Regions from separate parts of the Pan troglodytes genome. Here region 1 is linked to region 2. The links are chromatin contacts, called in public Hi-C maps. All regions are on one chromosome and are shown on one strand. Each heading gives the region's core, a stretch centred on a gene start, on an enhancer-like site or on the middle of the called end of the contact. The rest is flanking DNA. Distances are from core to core; before and after follow the strand shown.

Region 1 (4,600 bases), core at 314-2,813, 220 kb after region 2:
CCCTCTGGAGGTGGCCATGGCCGGAGCAGGAGTGGCGGCTGGGTGAGACTGAGGGCAGCTTTCCTGCCTGTGACTGGTGGCCTCTAGTGGATGTTGGAGCCTAAAGGAGGCCCAGCTTACTGCCCACATAGGTTGGGGGCAGGAGGCAGGTGTGGCGGTGAGAAGCCAAGGCTGGTGCCTGCTGTCTTAGCAGACCCCTTACCTGGGGCTGCCCAGCCTAGCCCTCCCCACCCACCCCAGCCAGTGCTCTCAGGCCTGAGAGTAGAACTGTCTGACGCCCTCTTATGTTAATAGTTGCTGGTGGAAGCACTCTCCAAGTTAGAAAAGCTGTTCCCTGCTGTGATTTCATTTGATTCTATGAGATAGTCCTAAGAACCAATAGCATTCCCACTGTATAGATGAGAAACTGAGGCTCAAATTGGCCAGTTGCTCAGGAAGACAGGCCTGGGTGGGGCGGTGGGATCTGCAGCTTCTTGATAACTGCCTGTCTGTGGGGAAATAAAACCCCCTCCCCATTCTGGGCCTCGCCTGGCCCTGTCTGCTTCCCTGCAGGTTGGGGAGTCTGTCTGATAGATGCAGCCTCCTACTGGGGAAGAGGACAGAGGTGCTGTGTCAGGGGTGGATGTGTTCGCTCCTCCAGGGGACAGAAGCACCACCCCCTCCAGCTCCTCCGCCCTGCTGTCTGCCTCCAGACTGACAGAAGGCAGGGTCACCCCTGCTGAGAAGGATTAGAGAGGAGGCGGGGCACCCCAACTGCTGGGCTCCAGGCCACAGTTGGAGGTGGGGAACCACTGCTCTTCCCCACCCCCAGGCCCCACCTGTTCCAAACTGACTTGGCTCTGGGAGCGGCAGCCCCTCCTCTAGTTACTGTGATGAAGCCCCCTATCCTGGGAGTGGGACACTCTGGGATACCAGCCCTGCTGCCAAATTCCTGTGTGTCCTCGGGGAGCCAGCCTTCCCTCTCTTGGCCTTAGCTTGCTCCTCTGTCCAGTGGGGGGTGCTGGCCACTTGGAAGCACATGGGTCTGGGCTGGTCCTGCCCTCCACAATCTCCTGGCCAGTGAAAAGAGGCCTGGGGCAGAGGAGAGGGAAGAAAGCCTTTTTTTGCTTGCCAACACCTCCCCTGCAAAGGTCAGGCTGTGCTCCCTTCCCTGCCCGGCAGCCAGCCTGGTGCCTAACGTCTGCCCAGCGGCAGATGACCGGCACTGGGGCTCCTAGCAACAGTGGACAAAAGGTTACTCCTGACGTGCCAGGCTGCCTCGGCGGCGGCTGGCTCAGCTCAGTCGCCCTCCCTCTTAAATAGGAAAAAAAGTTGTGGCCCTGACTTGTGTGCGTGCCTGTGTGCACGCATGCCTGTGTGCACACATGTGGATATGTTTGTGTCTGCACACTTGAGCCACCTCTCCCTCCCCCTCTGAAAAACGTGAACTCCACATGTAGCGCCGTAACTCTCACTGATGAAATGGAAAGTTGAACATAAATCAATGTCTGCCGCCCAGTTAGCTATGCATCAGCAGGCAGCGCCTGGGAGATTTGCTCGGTAACAAAGCACCCAACAGCTGCTTGGGCCTTGACTGCCCCCTAACGCAGAGCCAGCCCCATGCTACAGAGCCCAGCTGGGCTACACACCACGTCCTCCTGGCCTCCCAAGTGCAGGATGGGACTCTCACTCCTCTCTTCAACCTTTTGAGGGAGGGAAGGAGGAAGGAGTCTCTGGCCTCTTGGACTTGGGAGGCCTGGGCTCTGTTCTTGCTGCTGCTCCTGGCAAAGCCCTCACTGGGGGTGTAAACTGACTCCCGAATCTCTGGCTTCTGTGGATCTGATACTGGAAGGATGGGTGTCAGTAGCTGCCTTCACCTCATGCTTATTAAGAGCTTGGGCTGGTTTATCCTTTCTCCTTTGGACCTGAGTTTTTACTTTGCATTTTCTTAGAATGGAGTGATTTTTCCCTGTGCCTGGAAGCTGCTCTACCGCAGGTCGGCAGTTCTCCCAGCACGGTACCGTGGCTGCTCCCTCTGCCCCCACGAGGTCCTTCTGTCCTTCATAGGGGGATGGGAGTGGAGACCCCTGCGGGGCTGGAGAGTATTTTTGTTTTGTCTCTTCATAGCTGACTGAGGGGTGGACTCTCTTGCTCCTGTCCCCACCTACCTTCTCAGCAAATTGTACTGAGGTTTTTCTCCTTTTTTTTTTTTTTTAAAAAAAAGGTCAAATTCCTTAGCCCTTGTAGCAGAAGAGGTTTGAGGAAGAGAATTCCAGCAGAATCCTGTAATAACACGCCTCGGCATGACATGGATCAGGATAGACCCCCTGAGTAAGCTCATGCCACAGTGGGAGGAACCTCCCCTTCAGGGGAGTCTGGGCTAGGCTCTGGGCCCAGGCACTGCCCTGGGGGTCAGAGGCCATTCCAGCATCTAGCTCAGTGTGAGGCACTGTTCTAAGTGCAGGGAACCACAGTATGGGGTCAGGTTCATGTCCTGTTTCTGCCTAAGTTAACTCCCAGGCAACCTCTCCCTGAAACACTTCCTCTCCCAAAGAGGGCCTTAGAATCCGTGAAGCTCCTAGGCCAGGCCCACCTGTGATCCTGTAAACTTTTCTCTCAGAAAAGCCCCATCTCAGGCCAGGCATGGTGGCTCACGCCTATAATCCCAGCACTTTGGAGGTCAAGGTGGGCAGATCACCTGAGGTCGGGAGTTCGAGACCAGCCTGACCAACATGGTGAAACCTCGTCTGTATTGAAAATAGAAAAATTAGCCAGGCCTGGTGGCACGCAACTGGAATCCCATCTACTCGGGAGGCTGAGGCAAGAGAATCGCTTGAACCCAGGAGGCAGAGGTTGCAGTGAGCTGAAATCACACCATTGCATGCCAGCCTAGAGGACAGAGCAAGACTCTATCTCAAAAAAAAAAAAGAAAAGAAAGAAAAGCCCCGTCTCTTGTTTCTTGCTCAAGACCAAATGGTGGGAAAGAGACTGGGGACATGGTGGGGTAGAGGGGCACACCCTTCATGAAGTGCCAGGTCTGTATGCAGCACAGGCATGGGGTTGGGAGGGCACCCAGCTCGGCGTCAGGGTGGCCGCAGAGTGGCTGTGAACAGGGTCTTTGGAGCACGATGGCCCTGCGCTTGGCTGGCAGTGTGATCCTGGCAGTGACCCAGCCTCTTCAGGCACTGTTTCCTCAGCTGTGCTGTAGGAACAGTCGCGCAGCAAATCCTACCGTGTCCTTTTTGGAGCTGTGGTGAAGATTGACTATACATATAAACCTATTTTCAGGCCACACGTGGTGGCTCATACCTGCAAATCCCAGCACTTTGAGAGGCCGAGGCAGGAGGATCGCTTGCGGCCAGTTTGAAACCAGCCTGGGCAACATAGACCCTGTCTCTACAAAAGAAAAATTAAAAAATTAGCGAGACTTTGTTGCATAGGCTTGTAGTCCCAGCTGCTCTGGAGGCTGAAATGGGAGGATGGCTTGAGCCCTGGAGATTGATACTGCAGTGAGCCTCGATCACACCACTGCACTCCAGCCTGGGCAACAGAGCAAGACCCTGTCTCAAAAGAAACTCAAAAATCTACATTCATGTCAGTAATGGTTTATTATTACTGCTGTGGAAAGATGACTGGGCTTCAGGATCCGTGTTGACCAGCAGCTAAGCCTGGAGCTCCCAGCATGCCAGTCAGCTCATCTGTCCCTTCTGTCTTGGACAGGGAGGTGCTGGGTCCCATCCCTCCTTCACCTTCTGTGAAGGTGATCCATGCTTCCTGGCGGCCTCTGGTGTCACACAGCCTGGGTGGGCACATGGGTTTCCTCAAGAAAGTCAGTTCACCTCTCTGAACCTCAGTTGCTTCATCTGATAATTGGGGGCGATGATAGGCCTGACATCTTAGGTCGGCTGCGAGAATGCCGTGAGATGATGTGTATGAAGCCCCACCTGGTGTCTGTGCTGGGTTGGCTCTCAAGACTTTAGAGTTGTTGTAGGCGTGTCTGGGACTGTACTGTTCTAGAGGCCCAGGTCTTTCAGTTTACCCAAGAACAAGAGCTGCCTCAGGGTTTCTCCTCTTTCCAGGAGGGAGTCTTAGGGGCATGGCACAGCCTTAGTGACATTGATGCGTGGAAGAGGTTCTGGGTATTTTTGAGATCCGCTAGCTTTTTAGTGTTTAACCCTTCAGTTCGACCAACATATTTGACACACCTAAGCATCAGTCCCTGTTTGGCCCTTTAACACGTTACTTCCCTTCATCTTGTCCACCTGATTTACCTCCCTTAGCCCCTGCCACCTTGACTCCTAGTGCCCTGCTCCACCGCACAGGAGCTGCCGGGGGAGGTCGAGGCTGGGAGGCAGGTGTTGTGTGTCTGGGACCCTCTGATTCTTTTCCTCCCAGGCTTGCTACCATGAGTTTGATGGAGACCAACTCTGACCTGGGGAGCTGGGTCTTCACCTGTGCGCCTGCGTTCTGTCACTGGTGAATTTCACCTGAGTATCATTTGAGTTTGCGTTCCCCACCTGTAAAGCAGAAGCAGCTCTCCCTGGTTCATCTGGGAGATGAACACTTGTACCAGTGTAAGGTGTGTGGTCAGAATGAATGGCAGATGGGAAATCTCACAAGT
Region 2 (4,715 bases), core at 957-3,456:
CCTAGAAGGGAAGGAGAGGAGAGGGCGTGGCAGACCAGGAAGGCGGGGCCGTACTGTGTCACCACCCACTGGGAGTTGCCAGACGCCTTCTCCATCCTCTTGCTACCAACTATTCTAGAAATGGGGAAACTGAGGCCCGGAGATGGCAGCTGTTTAGAGGCCAAGAGCCCAGATTTCAGCAAACTCAACCCTGCTGTTGGATTACCCCTGCCCCGCCACCAGCCTGGAGCAGCCACCTCAACCCGGCTCTGGCAGGGATGACTGTAGAATACCACAGGGCCCCAGAGCAGAAAGCTGGCCTGCTAATTGACCCTAAGGTTCAAGTCCCCCAAGTCCCTATGGTCTAGAGGGCTGGGGGAAAAAAAGGGCTGACTGAGCAAGTCCAGACCTCTCTGATTTCTCGTTTGTAAAATGAGAGCGGTGATGCCTCTCTGACAGGGAGGCATCAGTGTCAGAGGAATCAGAGGACTCCGTGGGCCCAAAAAATCCACGGGGCCCCAGATGACAACCAGGAGGACTAGATTCAAATGTCATATCCCTGAGAAAATCATTCCCCTCTCTGAGCCTCAGTTTCCCCAACTGCACAATGAGGGGACTCAGTCAATGATCTTAAGTTCCCATCCATCACTGAGAGCCTATGGGAAACTGTCTGCCGAAGTTTTAAATTCTAGAGCAAAAATACAAACCCTACTACTATATCTCCCCAGCTCCCTAAACTGGCACTTGAAGGCTCTCCTCTGGCCTGTCACTGGTCTGCCAGGGGGTCACGGTAGCCCTGCCCAGGTACTCCCCGGCTCCGCTGGCCGGTGAAACACTGAGGGCCAAAGTAAAGTCCCTGGTCCCAGGGCTAGACCCAAACCTCCAGACCCCTCGCCGCCCCAGCTGCAAACCTCCGGCGGCGGCCCCTAGGGGGCAGTGTTGCCCCGAACTTGGGCCGTGGCCGCCACTGCCCCCGCCCGGCTCAGCGCCGGGAGAATACTTGAGTTCTGGGAATGTTGGACACCCCCCCGCACACACACCGCCCCCCGCTGCCGGCCCCAGCCCGGGGGCTCCCGCGCTGCGCGCAGCCGGCTCGGTGCGGACTTGCTGCTGGCTCCCCACCTCTCCCAGCCGAATGCAATTCTGGGCACAGGGTTTTTGTTTGGGGTTGGTTTTTTTTTTTTTTTTTTTTTTTTGGCCGGGGTTGGGAGCAGGCATTCGGCTCGGGCTGCCTGCGCGGACTAGGATGTCTGAGCTCAGAGACCCGTGGGAGAAATTCGAGGGGCGAGGGGGCTTGTTCTTCCAGTAACCTGTCAGCTGCTTCCCCCGTCTCCCCTTTATCCCCCTGTCACCCCTCCCCGATATTTGATGGGCATCCACCCCGTACCACCTACCCCAGATCCATCTCCGGGGATCCCCCAACCCCGCCAGGAAGCGCCCCGGGGTGGGGGGTACTGCAGTGCGTGATGTTTCCACCCCACCACCAGCCTCGCTTCCCCAGCTCAAACCCAGGCCCAGGGGCCAGGACACAGCCACGATCTGAAGGGTAGCGTTTGAGGGGGGCGACTCCTGCTGCGAATTTCCCCCACCCCCAGCCGTGAGCCGTAAAGTCAGGGGCTGGAGCATAGACGGTAAAGGGGAAAAGAAGGAAACCCCCATTCAAGTTTGGTCCAACGGTTTCATGGGGAGGGGGGCAAGTAGGAAGAATTTTTAAGCCCTGAACCCACAAAGCAGACTTTTTAAAAAATTGTAATTGAAAACATCTCGAAGTAAGGGCTGCCAGAAGCGGGCCCACTCCCCGCCCCCCCGCCCCAACCCCCTTTCCCGCTCCCCGGAGTCCGATGAAGTCATGATAAGTAGGCTGCAAAAAGAAAAAAAAAAAAGTGGGGGGTAGGCTGGGGGGGTGAGGGCACAGGGGTCCCAGGCTGGGGCCCCGCGCGGACACAGTTTGGATACTATGGTTACGCGATCCGACCCAAACAGCGAAGGTGGACAACAATAGCGGCCGCCAGAGGAGGAAATTCCTTCCGGGGTGGACGGCGCGGGGGGAGGGGCGCCTGGCTGGAACGCCGAGGCGGCGGCTCGGCCAATCAGCGCGCGGCCGCCGGCGGTTTCAAGGTGCCCCGCGCCGCGCGCCCCCACCCCCCCCGCGCGCTCCGCTCGGGCGCTGGAATTGCTGAGACGTTTCCCTGCACGCGCCCGGGTAACCCTGCGGAGGCTGCTGCCCGGGCCGACGCCGCCCCCCCAGCGCCGCCCCAGGCGCCGAGCCTACAGCCCGGGGAAGGCCGAGAGTGGCGCTGCAAGAGTTGCTTGTCCTCGAGGGAGGTGGGGGGAAAAATCCCTACAAACCACCCCCTGTCTATGTGTTTGGTTCCTGCACAAGCCTGTTTTCCATTTTAAAGCATGTCTCAAGAAAAATCAGAGGGAGAGAGACAAGGAGAGAGAAGGTCCACCGACAGCTCTAGAAGCTTGGGAGGACCTGACCCCTGCTTCCCGGTCTCCGAGGCTGTTATATAATAAGTTGGGTTATTGATATTGGCGGTCTTGCCCGGGCATCCGGGATGCAGAGGTCCAAGGGCAAAGCTGCTATCTAAAACCCCCTCACCACCAAGTTCATGTGATCTGGCTTGCAGTGGGCTCATCGAAACCAGGGGCTCCCCTTCGCCGGCATCTGGGTTATTCATGCGGTGCCCAGTGGGGTGACGGTAGCCGTTTCTCCCCAACCTGCCAGAGATTCTGTGCCCCAAGTCCCTCTCTTTTGGAAACCCCGGACTGGCTCTCAATCCTCTTTCCCAGCGGCCAAACCCTCAACCGCGCCTCCTCTCTCTCTTGCTCTCCTGCCAACTACCCAACGCCGGCATGCTGGGCACTGCGAGCGCCACATCGATCCCGTTCCTTTTTTAAGCCCCTGAACCAGGTTTCTGCTTTCTGATGCCTTCTGGGCACAGGGCACCACTTCGATGAGGAGTACAGGCCGTTTTATTCACTGCGTATTGAGACACTTCTCTGAAAGGATCTAATGTTCAAAAAGTATTTTTGCCTCTCCACTCTCTCTCCCTCTCTTCATATATAATGGGGATAGCCCTAATTCTCCCGTTCCTCGTGTGTCTCTTTATAAATAAATAATGCGATTTTATTAATTATGCACGTACACTATCTCCAAGCAGATTGCTGTGTCTCTTGATGCTTAATAAAAAAAAAAAAAAAAAAAGGAAAAACCCTCTACACTTAAAGCTGTTTTTCCCCTACTGCAAGCAAACAAAAACTTCAAGGGGCCATATGTCCTCAAAACGGGGAGAGGAAGACAGAACTTGGGGAGAGCGTGGGCAGGGAGAATCTAAAGGAGGTCCTGTGCAGGCTTTCAAGGCAGCTAAAGATGGATTTCAATTCGCCCGCTTCATGCTTGTGATTGAGCTGCGGGTCTGAAAACATACCAAGGTTCACTTGGGCATTTGTGCGCTAAGGAGGGATGGGCAGCCGCTAATGGTAAACAGGAAACCAGTGAGAAGAGAGCTGGCGGCAGCCCAGTCCCTCTCTCAATTCGGTGCCCCTCCTCAGAGCCCCTGAACCCCTGAGCTCTCAAAACACACTTGGTTTCTGTGCATTTGTGCATCAACAATCTCCTGAATGCCCAACATAATTCCTGGCACATAGTAAGGGCTCAACAAATATTTGCACATTGAATGAATGGAGTGTGGAAAACATAAAGGGGTTAGGAATAGGCTAGGTCTTGGGACCCAGGCCTAGCAGGGGCAGAAGCTGGGGCTTTTTATCCCTCAGACAATTTGGGGAGTGGGGGACCTGAAGCTTTCTGGCCAAAGAAGTGACAGAACAGAGCTGAGTGTTAAAAAGCAAAGAGACCAGAGGGCAGAGAGAGGTGCAGTAATACCAGCAACGTTAAGCAGAGTTAGTGTGGCCAGGGAGGAATGGACACAGAGATGGTGAGGTGGGGTGTGGTGGGGTGGGGGCTCCTCAGTCCCTTTAGTACATGCAGATGAGGGAGTGGGAGGGGATCAGAAGTGAGCTTTGTTTTGAAACATTGTGGTTGCCAGGCAGGTGCAGTGGCTCACACCTATAATCCCAGCACTTTGGGAGGCTGAGGCAGGGGGATCACCTGAGGTCAGAAGTTGTAGACCAGCCTGGCCAACATGGCGAAACCCTGTCTCTACTAAAAATACAAAAAAAAAAAAAAAAAAAAAAAAATTAGCTGGGCATGGTGGGGGTACCTCTAATCCCAGCTACTTGGGAGGCTGAGGCAGGAGAATCGCTTGAACCCGGGAGGCGGAGCTTGCAGTGAGCAGAGACTGTGCCATTGCACTCCAGCCTGGGCGACAGAGCCAGACTCTGTCAAAAAAAAAAAAAAGAGAGAGAGAGAGAAAGAAACATACATTGTGGTTCCAGTTATGAATAGCAAGGCTGTGTGGGAATAGGGATTAAGGGGTGCAGAGATGCGATGCAGAGTCTCCTATAGAACAGGCACTCAGGCACCGGAGGCTGACCTTTTTTTTTTTTTTGAGACAGAGTCTCACTCTGTCACCCAGGCTGGGGTGCCAGTGGTGCAACTGAGGCTGAAATTTTAAAAGCAGAAAAAAATAGAGACCCCAGAGGAGGCACATAAAACTGCCCATAGAGTGATTTGTCCAGTGAAGACCCAGAGGGCGCAGAGGCTCGGGGGCAGCCACGGGTCCCAGGTCAAGGCAGTGCCCAAGCTGGCACACGTTTTTTGTACTACTCCC

Evidence for each region. Hi-C and Micro-C count contacts between places; a contact is called where the count stands out from the background.
Region 1: a Hi-C map of stem cell-derived neural progenitor cells shows a contact between it and region 2, with 8 times the contacts expected there. The contact joins two enhancer-like sites. A contact is called at or near these places in 1 of 7 Hi-C or Micro-C datasets (stem cell-derived neural progenitor cells) and 1 of 1 datasets of contacts at active chromatin or transcription factors (stem cell-derived excitatory neurons).

What each region holds. Positions count from the first base shown.
Region 1 is chr1:176,714,203-176,718,802 of NHGRI_mPanTro3-v2.0_pri, forward strand. The region is part of intron 5 of SSBP3 (single stranded DNA binding protein 3); the gene reads left to right. Among named protein-coding and RNA genes, the nearest start is that of MRPL37, 70 kb to the right of the region's middle. Within about 2 kb of position 1,564, at least 13 of the 24 cell types and tissues checked have an H3K27ac peak or open chromatin away from gene starts, as enhancers often do. A contact at or near this core is called in stem cell-derived excitatory neurons and stem cell-derived neural progenitor cells, where this site is marked.
Region 2 is chr1:176,495,320-176,500,034 of NHGRI_mPanTro3-v2.0_pri, forward strand. No RefSeq gene overlaps it. Among named protein-coding and RNA genes, the nearest start is that of ACOT11, 60 kb to the left of the region's middle. Within about 2 kb of position 2,207, at least 21 of the 24 cell types and tissues checked have an H3K27ac peak or open chromatin away from gene starts, as enhancers often do. A contact at or near this core is called in stem cell-derived excitatory neurons and stem cell-derived neural progenitor cells, where this site is marked.